2 separate regions of the Sus scrofa genome follow, and region 2 is linked to region 1. A link is a contact called in public Hi-C data. All regions are on one chromosome and are shown on one strand. The core of a region is the stretch at or near the end of the contact, and the rest is flanking DNA. Distances in the headings are between cores, read along the strand shown.

Region 1 (7,598 bases), core at 1,830-4,329:
AGATTAAATGTGAGGGCTTTAAAAGGTAACATCAGAGGAGTTCCCCCGTGGTGCACTGGGTTAAGGACCTGGCCTTGTCACTTCAGCAGCTTGGGTCAATGCTGTGTGATGGATTTGATGCCTGCCCTAGGAACTCCCACATGCTGAGGGTGTGGTCAAAAAAAGGTAACATCCGAGAAGTTTTTCTGTCAACTGATTGCTACTGAAATTCATCAAGTTTTTTACTTAAAGTCTGAATTTCTTTTATCTAATCACATGACAGAAGGTGAATTTTTTGTTGATGGAAACAGTTGATAGCTCTGAACACCTCCAAGTGGACCACTAGTTCTCAACGGGGGACAATTTTGTTCCCTGGGGACATGACAATGTTTGGAGAATTTTTGGGTTGTCACAACTATGAGGCTGCTACTAGCATATCATGAGTGGTTAGGAGCCAGAGTGCTAAACACCCTACAATGCACAAGGCAGCCCCCCCACAACAAAGAACTGTCAAGTCCCAAATGCCAATAGAGTCAAGGCTGAGAAACCCTAAAATGGACAATTTCACACAGCACTGAAGAAATACTTACAATCCCATGTTTTTGTAACAGGTCGATGTCTTGAAACAAAGATTCCTAACGAAGATGGAACAGGGAAAAAAAAAAAGTTTTTATTCTTCATATTCAACCGTTTCACAAATATTTTTAAGAGTTAATTCAGAATTATGAGTCACTCCAAGATGCTTCAAATTCCACTTCTCTAGACAGACTGAGGTAGGCTCAATAATGATTTTTCAAACACATTGTTGCATACATAGAAGTGCTAACACTGAAAGCACTGGGAAGCTCAATACTTTTATTATGCCCTCTCCAAATTTTTAAGACCTTAACCCAAAAGAGTGGAACAACATTTAATCTATTTTAAAATATGTTTTCTCAGTCTTCCCCACCAGACCTTGAACTCCTTCTACTCCTCACTACCAGTTTGCATAGGAACCAGTATGGCCATACCAATTGCTAAATTATTAAAATACTTTCACACCAGCTGCTAAGTAGCTAATCTTAGCACCCCTTGCCAAACAAGTTGTTACATATTTGTAATATTGCCTCTCTCCAGAACTATGTTTTATTGCTAATCTGTTTCTAAAAATAGTAGTTAACAGAGAAGGAACTTCATTTTTGTAGAATGACTAAATGTCTACATGTCTTTCAACATTCTAGCCATACTTCTTCATCTTGGAATCCTGGTTCTTCCAGCACAACTTGATCCTCCTTCATACTGAAAGGAGAACAGCAAAAAAATAATCAATTTTGGGAAAATAAAAAAATATTAAGAAGTAGTCATAGTACAAAACCCTTTGCCCATAGACTTTCTTGATTTCAATTCAGTTATTAAGGACCAGAAGGACAAATAGAAAAACATTTAGTTTGAAATGACTGGCTAGCCTATATCCTTTCTGCTAGGCATCTGGTATTATTTCTTTTAATGGGTGTGCATATGTGAGGGTGGAGGGACATTGTTTCTCTCCTCTTTCCTCAAAATTGGCCACTTTGTATCATCTTTTGATTTCCCACAGCACAATTATAACTGATAATATCTCTTTGTTGTCTTGGAATGTTATTGGCAGTAGAAATATTAGAATTAGAATATTAGAACTCCGTATTTTTATTCTTTCATGTTCATGTTAACAACACTCTAAGAACTTTAGCCTGGATCTCCTGTTGTGGCTCGGTGGGTGAAAAAACCAACTAGTAGCCATAAGGATTTGGGTTCGATCCCCGGCCTTGCCCAGTGGGTTAAAGATCCAATGTTGCTACGAGGTAGGTCTCAGACATGGCTAGGATCTGGCATTGCTGTGGTTGTGGCATAGGCTGGCAGCTGTAGCTCCAATTTGACCTTTAGCCTGGGCACTTATCTATGCCACAGGTTTGGCCCTAAAAAGAAAACAAACAAACAAACAAAAAAAAAACCTTTGGCCTTAAGTCAGTCTTCCTATATCTTCCCCGGCACCTAGAACTTAGTCTCTCTTCAACAGATAGATATTTTTTCATCTCTTCCTGCTTGAGAATTATGAATGAGCTCTCTTGCAACATGTGTATTTTTCTTTCATAAAACAATGGATGTATTTTGTTCTATAGTATTTACTACTTTCATGATTTTTGTAAAGATTTAAATTATGGTGAATACTCAGTATCATAATATGATAAAATATTAGGGCCAATAAGCAGATGAACAATCTTTGAGTTAACACTGGAGCAGCGGTTTTAAGATCTCAGGAATCTAAAAAGCATGATCCTGTTTATTAGAAAACGTAGTCCAAGTAATCACTTTTCTTGGTCTATTCCATTTTCTCACAAAACGCGGAAGTCAGGGGTTGGGGCCCAGCAGAAGGGGAACAAATTACTAAGGTTGAGGTATGGTCGTTACCACCTAGTACCTCTGAACAGCAAAGTATTCGAGGCAAAAGAGGAGACGGTGTAAATGGAATTTTCTGGAATACGGCCCCTCACTCAGATTGCTTATATATATGTATATATATGATTGCCCCCAAATTCCACATTGACTGTCCTTTCTTTAGCCTTGAAAAAAGCTGCTCTTCATCTTTCTCAAATAGCAATGGACGTTGAGAGCAGTTGGATCTAGAGTAGGGCTCCCAGTCGCCTCGGCTTCGGGCGTGGAAGCGCGGTCCAGGTCGCCTCCCCTGCCGCCACCCGTTTTTCCAACACCTAACTCCCTCATAAGGAGTCTGAGGAGGCCCCTCCCCAACTTAGGTCCTACTTGGTTTAAAATAAGGATGCTGGTAATCACTCAAGGGCACTGAGATATACCCCCAGGGGTGGGGGCGGGACGCACAAAGTGGAGCCTCCAACCACCACCAAGCATGACTAAAGAAGGGACCCCCTGAGTTTCCCCTCAGATTCTTCACCCACCTTCCCCTTTTGCCACAAACCCGACTCGTACCCACAATCTCCCTTTTCAAGGTGAATGAATCCCTTCCGCCCCCGTCCCGGGCCTTCCAGTCCTCAGGGATTCTGACTCCGAAGCAGAACGCGGCGCCTCGCAGCCCCGTTGACCAAGAGGTTCGGTGCCCAACGACTAGTTTGGGCGCGCGCCTGGCGTGGGCGGGGCCAGGACGGAGGGGCGGGGATCTGGGCGGGGCAGAGGACGGGGGGCGGGGCGGCAGGAGCGTCCGGGGGAGGCGAAGGTACTGGGAGCGGCGAACGGACTCTCCGGGGCGTGTCGCGCGCTGGGATGAGGAAGGGGGCGCTGAGGGGGAGAGTGTGTGCTGAGGAGAGGGGCTTTGGTGGGAAGGGAGGCTGGGGCGTCTCCAGAGCGGAGGGAGATGCTGAGGTCAAGAGAGGACTCTGAGGTGGGGGCACCCAGGACATGGGTCAAAATTGGGGGCTCCTGAGGTGGACGCTGAGGTGAAGACAGGATCCTCTGAGAAAGGAGGCCCTTGGGTGGCGCGTGTTCTGAGATGAAGAGAGGCCGCTGGAAAGGGGGCAAGAGGTGGACGACCGTGAGGCGGGGGAGGGGTGCTGAGGGGAGGTGGCTGATGTGGTGACTCATGACGTGCAGAATGCTTACCTTAATCCAGATCCTCCGTTAGGAGCCGAATATGGGGGTCTTTTCCCCCTGCTTAAGGCTTTTCTTTTCATTCCAAGTTTTTCATGTCTGCCTTCATAGTTTGTTCCTAATATCTCAGCGTTCCTAATTTCTCTCCCTTCTCCGTGACTCTCTTACCGTTTGCCATTCTCTAGTCTGTGAGTGAGACACCCAAAGCCCATTCAGGACGGAGAGTAATTTTTCTTCCTTTTAACTTGAAATTTTAAATAGACAACAGAAGCCAAACATATTTTGGTCCAGCTTTTAAATAGAAATTTTAGGCCAGCCTTCATGCCAGCAGAGCCGTCTCTGGCAGCATCAACCCTCCTCCCCTTAAATGGAGACTGACTGTTGAAGAGAGTCATGAAACATTTGAAAGAGCATCTGTTGAGGTGGAGGCTGTGATGTATCTTGGATGACTATCTGTGCAAACAGTTCTTTGGGTTCAAGACCTAGTACAGGGTGACCCTTTTCATTCAGTGTCTGAATCATATTTTGCTGGAATAAATAGCCAAAAATTCCCACAATAGCAGTTGGCATTTTGTAGGACATTTCCTCTGCCCCCCACGTGGATTGTTTAAAGACCCAACAAATAACTGCCATAGTTCTTCAAAATCTGTTATTTTCCAGAAACACAGCCTGGTCTTGCTTAAATAGAAATTAATGTCAATTTTTGAGATGAACTGTATAGTCGATGGTAGGCTTTCACTTTGGGCCTCACCTAAAATAATTATAGTAACTTCTGAGCAACTTGTTAGATGGAGACATCAACTGTACGGAAGAGCTGCAAAGAGCACAACAAGATGATTTAGGGAAATATAACATATGTAGTTTGGTGTAGTGACAGCTGGGAGAGAGAAATGTTCATAATATTTGAAGGTTGTGTGCAGTACACTTAAAGAAACTGAAATGAGCTTGGTAATGACAAACTCATGAAGTAAGGATAAAAATCTTGTTTGGAGATGGTATTGATAGTTATATACAACTTAAAAATATTTTAAAACAAACCCCCAAACTCCAGAGTAGTTAAAAATAAGTACACTTGAAGACCTTTTCACTCAAACCGGGACCAAAAAAAAAAAAAAAAAAAAAAAAGACAAAGATGGCATTTCAAATCAATGAAGAGATGAATTCAGTGAATAGTGTTGGAACAAACTAGGTAGTCATCTGAAAGAAAAAGAAAATCGGAACCATACTTCACACCTAATACCAAAATAAATTTCAGATGGATCAAGAAATTAAACCTGAACAATAAAATAACAAAAGTGCTAGGAGAAAACATGACATAAATGCTTACCATCTCAGTAAATGATATCTTTTTAAGTAGGACACAAAACTCGGAAGTCATAAAAATTTTGTAAGAGTGACTATATTAGATGAAAATCCTGCATTGCAAAATGCCACTTTCCTATCCTAGATATAATGCATGGCAAGCCAGAGCTTTTGTGTCAGCTAGTACCAATAAGTAATTATGTCAATTAGCTTTCCTGATTTCTCAAAACCTTCAGTGAGTCCACAAGATCTCTATGAAATTTGAAAATTTGGTGTCATTTTAATGATATTCTAAGTTAATTGAAAAACAGGTGGTGGAATTATAGCAACAGGAATTTTAAATCATTACACTTTACTGCCCCTCTGTGGACAACCATCTTAAAATCAAATAGAGGCATATAATTCCACTGTACAGTTGAGTTTCTTCAAACTGGTGCCTGTGGATGTGTATTCTTGGTTTCAAGAGCTCAAATTTAAGAAATGCTTTAGTAGAGAACTAAAGAATGAAGGGTGGGAATTCCTGTTGTGGCTCAGCAGGTTAAGAGCACAACTAGTATCCATGAGGATTCAGGTTCAATCCCTGGCCTTGCTCAGTGGGATAAGGATCCAGCATTGCTGCGAGCTGTGGTGTAGGTGGTAGATGCTGCTTGGTCTGGCATTTCTCTGATCTGGCGTTGCCATTGCTGTAGCGTAGGCTGGTGGCTATGGCTCCAATTAGACCCCTAGCCTGGGAACTTCCATCTGCAGCCTTAAAAAGACAAAAAAAAAAAAAAAAAATTAGGGGTCATACAAATAGAGAATTTCACTGAGTCTATCTCCCCTTAAATATATTTAATTTGTTCAAAAAAGTTTATTGAGAGAGTTCCCTGGTGGCTCAGTGGGCTAAGGGTTCTGGCATTGTCACTGCTATGGCTTGAGTCACTGCTGTGGCACAGGTTTGGTTCCTGGCCCGGGAATGTCCACATGCCTCGGGTGCGGCCAAGAAAAATGTTTATTGAATCCCTACTATTCGTTAGATATTGTACTAGGCGTTGGGTGCCGGGGATTCAACAATAAACAAAACACAAACCCTAGTGAGGGCTATAGATAAGTATATAGGCAATTACAGTAGCATATATACATATATGTACATACATACATACATATCAGTTATCTGAGGCTTTCTCCTTTATTTTATTTTATTTTATTGCTTTTTAGGGCCACGCCTGTGGCATGTGGAAGTTCCCAGGCTAGGGATTGAATGGAGCTGTAGCTACTCACCTACGCCACAGCCACAGCAACACAGCATCTGGGTTGCATCTGCAACCTACACCACAGCTCACAGCAATTCCAGGTCCTTAATCCACTGAGCAAGGCCAGGGATCAAACCCACATCCTCATGGATGCTAGTCAGGTTTGTTACCACTGAGCCACGACAGGAACTCCAGGCTTTCTTCTTTATTTAGATTTATTTCTAAATTTGAAAATCTTCAAACTTTGTCATATAGCTCCCCAGAGTGGCATGCTGGTGACCATTTATTTAACCAACATTTATGAAACACTGCTCCGACCCAGCTTTTGGCTGCATGTGGAGATAAAAACAGGTCTCTGCTCTTAAGAAAGGATGGGTCTAGCAGGGAAGATAGATACAGAAAATAAATAATTATACACAAGTTGAGATACGAGGGATTATACATGCATTAGGGAACCAGGTAGCTCCTCTCCCTGGGGGATCCTCACAGAGGTGGTGACCCTTAATGTGGGGCTGAATGGATAAGTGAGGATTCACAGCTGGGCAGGATAGGAAAGGCAGAGGGAACACAGGCTTATTTAAGGAGCTATGAGTGGTTCTGCTGGAGTGAAGGTACTAGGGAGAAAGGAACTCTCAAAAATCAAAGGTAATATTTGATAATAGCTAACGTGTCACTTAATTGTTTTCTACAGATTAATGCATCCACTCCACACAAAGGTATCATGAGGTAGAAACTATTATTACCTTTATTTATAGATGACAGAACTGAGGCACCACAAGTTTAAGTAACTTGCCCAAGTTCACAGTCTGGCTCCTGAGTCCAAGCTCTCAGCCAAAATGCTTAACCAGTTCATGGCAGAACTTGTGTGTTCATATGTGATTTTGTTTTCCATTTATAGAAGTATGGTATAAACACATGTAGGAGTGGCAACTAAGCCAGACTTATAGTACAGGTCAGCCACTTACTATGTGGTCTTGGGGAAAATTATTAAAATTCCTTTGTGCTTCAGTTTCCTTACTTGAGAACCAAGAATAGTATCAATATATACTGTTAGTATTAGCATTGAGTTGTTGTGAAAATTAAATAGTTTAATACACTTGAAGTATTTGGGCTGCTGTGTGGAAAATTGGATTGGATGGGGGGAAGAAAGCGGGAAAGGAGAATATCTAGGAAAATGTTGTAAAAGTTTGAGCCAGGGGAATGGTGGTTTAAATTAAGAAAGTTCTCAATTTGTAAATGGGGAAAATTATACTTCATTCTTAAGGTTATAAGAGAAGAAAAAAGAATGTGTAAAAAATACACTTTAAAGGATATAGTCTGCAGTAATGCCTTTAAAGTTTTTAAGTAAAATGTTGTAATATCCCCATCACCCAACTAACAACTTTCAACACGGCCAGTCTTGTTTCACTTTTACCTCCATCGGCTTCCTCCCTTTCATATTATTCTGAAGCTGCTTCTACATGTCATATAATTTCATTGGTAAATATTTCAGTATGTATTTCTAAATGA
Region 2 (7,851 bases), core at 437-2,936, 350 kb before region 1:
TTCTCAGCCTCAGCATGAGGGTGAGTGAGGGGGGTGGGAGTGTGTGGGGGTGAGAGCGTCTGGTGCGGGGTGCCAAGACTATGGGTGGGGGCGGGGCACTCACCGTGGAATGCCCGCAGGTAGTTGTTTCCCAGGTACACCAGGTTCTCCAGGGCGGGGTTGAACTGCTCCATGATACTCTGGAGTCCGAGCGGGGGTGGGGGGGCAGGAGAGGAAGAAGGGATGACGGGCAGAGGCAAGTCACGGGGCCTCAGGATCAGGGTGCCCCCCCCGCCCCGTGAGACACCTGACTCAGGGGGAGCCCACCCAGCCTCCCAGAATCACCCAGAATCCTGGCTCGGCTACAAGGGCCTCAGAGGCCAGGATCCAGGCCAGGGTCCCCTTGGCTCCCCACCTGCCCAGCGGGAACTTGCACTTGGAAGGTTCTCCTGCTCCCACTGGCTCAAGCCTGTGGTCTGTCACCGTGCCCACCTGAGCATGGCTCAGCTTTGCCCCAGGTCCAGGCCTTGCTGCCATGCTGGACTGGGCTGCCAACAGCCACCTCAAGGGCAAGGGCAGAGCTTGGCCTCCTCAAAGAAGGGCCCACTGGGGGCAAGGCTGTGGCTGGGTCACTTGGGCCACCCTGGGCCTTGGCCAGCTGGAGAGAACCTTGGGTGGTGGGCTTAGACTTGGGTCTCTCTTCCTTTTTTGGCCGTGCCCGTGGCATGCAGAAGTTGCCGGACCAGTGATCAAACCTGCTCCATAGCAGTGACCTGAACTGCTGCAGTGACAACCGGATCCTTAACCCACTGAGCCACAAGGGAACTCCAGACAGCTTAATTAATTATTTACCTAAGTAATTTTGGGCAGACTTGGGTCTTGATTCAAATCCCAGCAGCCCCACTTCCTCCCTGGGTGACTTTGAACAAGCTATTTAACCTCACTGGCCTCAGTTTTCTCATCTATCAAATGGGGTGAATATGTTCTACCCGATAGGTGGGGTGTTCTGAGGTCCCAGGGGAAAGGTCCTGCACACAGGAGGTGCTCAATAAATGTCTCTGGAGATTGCAGCCCCCCCTCTGAAGTGAGGGACCCAGAAACCAGAGAGAGAGAGAGAGACAAGGAGAGAGAGAGAGGAACTCCCCACTTCCGGCCCAGGTGGCTTTTCTGCCCCTGCCCCCAGCTAAGGCCACTCTGGGCCCGGCCCTGCTCTGTCCAGTGAGTGGGAGTTGGGGGCTTATGCTGCGTGTTATCTCAGCAGGCCTGTCACTCACTGGATGAACTTCTGTTCTGGGAGCCTTTGGCTGGGGCGGGGGCGGCCAACTTCTCCCCGGGATCCCCACCTCCACGCCCACCACGGCTCAGCCCAGCCTGGTTCTGAGCCTTCCTTCCTGTCCTCCAGAGCCAGCCGGCCTTCGAGCCCCGGGAGGTGGTACTCCGGTGCCCTGGGCCCGGGCCACACGCACACTCACCTTGTAGATGGCCATGGTGGACCTGTAGAACTGGTCCATCTCGGGGGCCATGGATGGATGCGCCTGGACGCAGAGCAGGAGGCTGGTGGTGCTGGCAGGGCTGGGAGCGCTGGGGTCTGTACTCTCCAATGCCCACGGCTCGGCGGGCAGTGGAGGAGGCTGCAGAGTGGGACCCGGAGATGGAGGGCCGGTCGAGGAGGAGGTGGCAGCTTAATTATTCACCAGCCAGGGATGTCAGAATGTGATCTGGGGCGTAACCAGACCCGGCAAGGAAGGCATCTTGTGACGCGGGCGGGTTCGTGTGACCTGCCCTTCAATTATTTACCCCTCTGAGCCTTGGACCCATGGGCATGTGTGGATGGCCACTCTCCTAGGCCATCTCCTCAAGGACAAGTCTTTCCCAGGCCGGCAGGGACCTCTGCCATCCCCCCTGCCTACATAGGGCAGTGCCCGCCCTATTGGACGCAAGCTGTGCCCTCCTGCAGCCCCCAGCCTCGGCACGGGGAACGCCCCCACAGCCCATTGCTGTTTTCAGGCTCCCTCCAACCTGAGCCCCTCAGACCTGCATCCCCAGGCTGAGGCTCCCACATCCGCTGCTGCCCTCCCAGTGCTGCTGCACGCTGGAGACGGGGCAGCACAAATGCTAGAGTTGCACAGAGCCAGGGGCACGCCTCGGCCCTGCTTACCTGCTGTGTGATGGTGCCCGAGCCTCCTGCCCTCTCTGGGTCTCACCCACTCCTCTGGCAAGTGGGGCTCTCCCTGGCTGCCTCCTCTGAACACCCTTGGGGACCTGACTTGGGGAGGCCTAAAGAAGAGAAGGGGTGTCCTTGCCCTGGGGAGCCTGGGAAACAAAGCTTCTGTCCGTGTGGGCAAAGGACGATGACGGTCAAGGCTGAGGGAGCTGGCGGGTCGGGGAATGGAGGGACTCACACAACAGTGCACACAACACAGGCACGCTGAAATTAACCGTTTATTTCACAGTTTGAGGCGGTCCCCGCCTCACTTTATAAACCACTTCCTGTCGGGAAGAATAACTGGTCCCGGGAGTGACTTTTGAGAGCTGAGCGCTCACAGGGTGGGGCGGCTCTGGGGGGTGCAGCTGGCTGGGTGTGTGTCGGGGGACAAAGTCGAATGGGACTCCTGGCCCACTCCTGGAGCCCGGGTTTCCCCAGATGGGGTGAGATGGCCCGTTTCTCTAGCCCCACCCCCAGGGAAGGGGCAGAGGGTGGAAGGGGTTGCAGCTCCCACCAGGGACCGGGAAGAGCCTAGGACCCTCTGGGAGGCCGGGCTGGGCCCACGCCCGGGCGCCCGTAGTGTTTGAGCCAGTCATCCTTGGTGGTCGGGGGTGGGCCGAGAGGGGCTCAAGGCTTTCCAAGCCTGGAATGGCAGATTGCCAGAAGGCGGGGACAGAGGGGAAGAGAGGCCTTAGGACCAGCCTCAAGCAGGAAGCCCAGCAGCCTCCTAAGCCCGGTGTGTGGACACAGAGCTGCTGGGGCCCGGCTCTGCCCTGTGGTGTGGTGGGTGGGCTTTGCCCGGCCTCCCCAGCCCAGGCACCCTTAGTGTTTGATCTGGGTGGGTGGGGGGTTGGGGTTGGGGGTGCCTGGGGGCCTGGCGGCCTCACGGCGAGAGCAGCAGCTGAATGAGCTTCTGGAACTCCTCCCGGTGCTCGTAGATGTAGACCTCGGTCTCCCAGAGGGCGTTGACCAGCACCGTGTCATTGACCTCATCCAGCATGATGTCTGTCCCCAGCTGGGGGTTCAGTCTGTCCGGGCCAAGAAGAAGGGGTCACTGCAGGACACTTGCGGGACAAGAGCTAGGAATGGGGTGGGCTTGGGACCCAGAGCGGCCCCATGGGGGAAAGGGACAGCCCAGGGCAAGGGCTGTGGTGGGGAAGGTCCTGGCCAGGCCAGGCCATGGGGCTGGGGGCAGGGGCCGGCCGAGCCCTCACCTGAAGTACTGGATGCCGACCATCTCGCACCAGGCTCGGGCCCGGTCCACGGCCCGCCCATCTGGATCCGTGCACTGGTGAGAGGTAGCCTATGAGTGTCCAGCCCACACTGTACCCACGGCCCCCGCTCAGGGTCCCCAGGTTCCGGGATGGCTTAGCCCCCAATCAGCTTCCAGAGTAACTTTGGGCAAATGCCCTTTTCGGTGCTGCCGTGACTGTCCCAGCTACGCCATCAGAGGGGCCCAGTCTATGGTGTTGACGGGTGGCTGGGCAGCATCCGCTCAGGGTCAGCAAGCGTGGAGGGGCTGAGTGGCCAGCCCTCCACGTCCCTGCCCATCTGACCCTCTGGGCTTCCACGGGGCTGGGGGTGAAGGAAGGGATCTTCAGTAACAGGTGCTTGAAAACGCACTGCAAGTGGGCACCCAAGCTCTTGCCAGCACTGAGACTCTGCACTGTGACGCCCCCTCACCTGAGCTGGCAAGGAGGGTCAGCAGAGCCCTGCCACCCAGGGTCTCATGGGAAGAGGCTGAAGTCATTATCCTGGGGCAGAGACCTCGAGGGAAGGGGGCCGGGGGAGGGGCCCCTACTCACACAGTCCACCACCATCTTGCCCAGTTCCTTGGCCCCAAAAACAGTCTTGGCCAGTTCCCAGGGGTTGCTGGGACGGAAGACGTCCACACAGGTCACAGGCACCTGCGGGGACCTCCCTGTCCCCAGGGAGACGACAATGGAGAGTTTCTTCACCTTGTGGCCCTGACCCTGTTGGGACAAGACAGGTCAGCGGAGACCTTCCCCTCGGTGGCCCTTTCCACGGGTCGGGGGGCACCCCGGGGCAGGGGGAAGAGAGAGGCCCATGGCTGGGGACCGGGGGCAGCATGGGGAGGGGGGACAGGCCTCCTGTAGCAGGAGCACAGTCCGTGCCGCCTCTCCTTTGCTTTGGAACAAGTTCTGCTGCCAATTTTCTGGGCGACCCACCAAACCCAGGCTCCTCATCCACTTGGGTGATGTTTGAAGACCCTTCCCCATCCCACAGCCTCTGATTCCCTCCTCCTCTAGGAAGCCTGCCCTTCCTCATCTGGCCCCCAGAGGGCGCTCGCCTCTCTGCCGCCCGGGGCTGGCGTCGGGAGCCTGGGGAGGACCGCAGTGCTAACCACCACCGCACGGATACAGCATACTTGGGGTCAGGCACGGTCCTAAACTTTACAGATAAGCCTCGCGACAGTCCCCAGGCAGGTACTATCAGCAGCCTAATGCAGTGGTTGAACTGAAGCAGCGGCAGAGCCAGGCCCCACACCCAGAGGCCAGCTGGCTCCAGGGCCTGAGCTCCCACCCGCGGCACCACACTGCCTCTCCTAGCACGCGTGGGCCCCGCCCGCCTCGGCGCTAAGCTCGGGGCTGAAGGCCGCCTCTCTTCCTCCGGTTCACCGGCTCTGCCCTGCCGTCTCCTCAGAGGCCTGGGGATGGGGTTCCTTTCTCCGTGAGCCCTGTCTGAGCCCCCGGATCTCTCAGCAGAGGTGATGGTCCCGGGCTGCCCCCGCAGCCCTCGGTCACAGCACCTCCGACACCTGGATGCGTGTGTCCTTGTTTATGGACCATCTCCCCTAAATGTGAGCTCCCCAAGGGCAAGCGGGTGTCTCCAGGCCGGGCAACAGGGCCGCGTCTGGTCCCTGTGCTGCCCTCCCCGTGACCAGCAGATGCTTGTAACTGCCCATAACGCCCTTCACCACCTAGTCCGGATTGAGCCTAGCATCCCTCTTAGGACAGTGCTTTGGGCAGACTCCACTAAACAAGTAGGTTTGAGTGTGAGATAAAACCGCTGTTGAAGAGTTCCCCTTGCGGCTCAGCGGTCATGAACCTGACTAGTATCCATGAGGTCATGGGTTTGATTCCAGGCCTCACACAGTGGGTTAAGGATCTGGCGTTGCCGTGAGCTGTGGCGTAGGTCGCAGAAATTTGCTCAGCTCAGATGCTGCGTGGCTGTGGCTGTGGTGTAGGCCGGCAGCTACAGCTCCAATTCAACCCCTAGCCTGGGAACCTCCATGTGCTGAGGGTGCGGCCCTAAAAATAAAATGACATAAAATAACATATAAAATAAAATAAAAATTTTAAAAAATAAAATAAATAAAATAAAATAAATAAAATAAAATAAATAAAATAAAATAAATAAAATAAAATAAATAAAATAAAATAAATAAAATAAAATAAAAAGATAAACTGCTGTTGAGTGCACAAATGAAGGCATGAATAAAAACCATTTGCCCGCCTAGGAGCCTGTCCTTAGTAAGCTTTGCTAAAACAGCAGTGGCTGCAGGGGGGCGGTCACGTCCAGCGCCCCCTACCGGAGGGGCTCTCACCTTCCGGATCAGGTCCTGGTTGTACTCATGGATCTCGGTCATGGCGTCCAGCGTGGGGTTGTTGGCCAGCAGCCCGCCATCCAGGAAGCGCCCATTGGGCCGGAAGTAGGTGGGGGCTGCCCCACTGCTCCGGGCCGCCCGCCATACCAGCTGCTCTGCGGGTGGGGGAGGAGGGGACCCAGTGACCTCCTCAGTGTGCACCTCAGAGCTCAGGGGGTGTGTGTGTGTGTGTGTGTGTGTGTGTGTGTGTGTGTGTGTGTGTGTGTGTGTGTGTGTGTGTGTGTGTGTGTGTGTGTGTGTGTGTGTGTGTGTGTGTGTGTGTGTGTGTGTGTGTGTGTGTGTGTGTGTGTGTGTGTGTGTGTGTGTGTGTGTGTGTTGCAGGAACAGGGAGAGGCTGGGGACGCCTCAGGAGCAGGATGCACGGATCACGCCGTCTGGCCCTGCCATCCTGGTGGAAGGCAGGGTGCAGCCTGCCCGAGGCCTGCCGGCTCCCCGGCTCTGCCTGCCCTCAGCTCCCTCAGAGAGATCAGGGTAGGGGGTGGGACAGCCGTGGGCTGAGGGGGTCCCTGGTGGCCAGCCTGCGACTCCCGCCCACCACCCCGCAGGCCCTTGGGGCCAATTGCTTCCCACAGAGGCATCAAACATGGTTTTAACCTGAGGGCTGAGTTGGAGGCTTCAGGTTAATGTTCTGGCTGAATCGAGCCTCCCGTACACAATCTGGAGCATCGTAATTCCGGAAGAGGTGGAGTTCGGCCGGCTGCCGGTCAGACAGGGTCCCTGTCAGCATCACCCTGGAGAGAGACAAGGAGCAGGACACTGAAGCCACTGACCCGTCCGCCCTTGGCAATTTTTGTGCCAACTGCTAATGTGCTCATCCTTAAACTCAGCGATCCTACTTCTGGGAACCCATCCTCAGACGCTCCCACACGTGTGGGGTGATGGGGGAGCACTAGGCTATTAACAGCGTGGGCTGTAAAAGCAAACGATTGGAAACTGAAGCGTCCATCAGCAGGTTCAGTGTCCCGTGGTTTCCCTGCACGTGGGGGTCTGGAGGAAGTGCTGCATGTAATGAGGGGCGGTGAGCACCAAGACCACCCATTCAGGGGAAAAAGCAAGGTTCAGGACGGTGTGTGGAGTACAGCACCATTTTGGAGTACAAAACCAGGAGTTCCCGTCGTGGGTCAGTGGAAACGAATCTGACTGGTATCCATGAGGACGCAGGTTTGATTCCTGGCCTCGATCAGTGGGTTAAGGCTCTGGCATTGCCGTGAGCCACGGTGTAAGTCACAGACATGGCTCAGATCTGGCATTGCTGTGGCTGTGGTGTAGGCCAGTGACTACAGTTCTGATTCGACCCCAAGCCTGGGAGCCTCCATATGCCGTGGGTGTGGCTCTAAAATAAGACCCCCCCCAAATCCAAAGAACCCTATTTACCTGTGTGCTTGGTCAGAAGGTAACTCTGGAAGGACCCACGTGCGGAAGGACCCGGTAACAGTGAGCTACCTTGGGGCAAGGGGCTGCTTGGTGGCTGCAGCTCTGGGCCAGGAGTCAGGGGAGACTTTTCAGTGTGTCATCTTTGATATCTCATCGATGTTCTACCACGGGAGTCTACAACCTACTAAAGAAGACTCCCATCTATCTTGAGAGATGCAGACATCCTTAAATACCCTGGCGAGTGTAGACTGGCACAGCCTCCACTGGAAACTAACATGTATCTGGAGCCTTGCGAATGTCCTGGCTCTTTGATCTGGGCATTCCATTTTGGAAACTCTGTCCTAAAGGAATAATCTGAGTAAAAACGAAAGGTTTTTGTTTAAGGCTATTCATGCAGTGTAATGTATTTGAGGGGAAAATGAACCATCTACACGGAAACAACAGAAGGGAGTGTCTAAACAATGGACTGTTTAGCAGCCATTCCAAGTAATGCTCGCAAGGAGTTCAGCCTAACAGAAGTGTGTTTGTGACACTGAAAACTATACAAGAGGACAAAAAACTCTGCACAGGAAAAAGAAAGATTAGTTTCCCACATTTAAGAATACTGTGGAGGAGTTCCCGTCGTGGCGCAGTGGTTAACGAATCCGACTAGGAACCATGAGGT

What was found. A called contact is a pair of places that touch in the nucleus more often than the background predicts.
Region 2: a Hi-C map of subcutaneous adipose tissue shows a contact between it and region 1, with 1.9 times the contacts expected there. The contact joins the promoter of BAIAP2L2 here to the promoter of DMC1 in region 1. A contact is called at or near these places in 6 of 47 Hi-C or Micro-C datasets (embryonic fibroblasts, fetal skeletal muscle, heart right ventricle and 3 more) and 1 of 2 datasets of contacts at active chromatin or transcription factors (skeletal muscle).

What each region holds. Positions count from the first base shown.
Region 1 is chr5:9,426,717-9,434,314 of Sscrofa11.1, reverse strand. It overlaps DMC1 (meiotic recombination protein DMC1/LIM15 homolog), which reads right to left and starts at 3,079. Exons shown (of 12, transcript XM_021091489.1): 1 at 2,941-3,079; 2 at 1,206-1,257; 3 at 570-614. The coding sequence starts at 1,256.
Region 2 is chr5:9,772,478-9,780,328 of Sscrofa11.1, reverse strand. It overlaps BAIAP2L2 (brain-specific angiogenesis inhibitor 1-associated protein 2-like protein 2), which reads right to left and starts at 1,686. Exons shown (of 14, transcript XM_003126055.6): 1 at 1,452-1,686; 2 at 104-179. The coding sequence starts at 1,502. PLA2G6 (85/88 kDa calcium-independent phospholipase A2) reads right to left here. Exons shown (of 16, transcript XM_013988206.2): 12 at 6,408-6,544; 13 at 5,754-5,908; 14 at 3,991-4,158; 15 at 3,400-3,473; 16 at 2,408-3,213. The coding sequence ends at 3,069.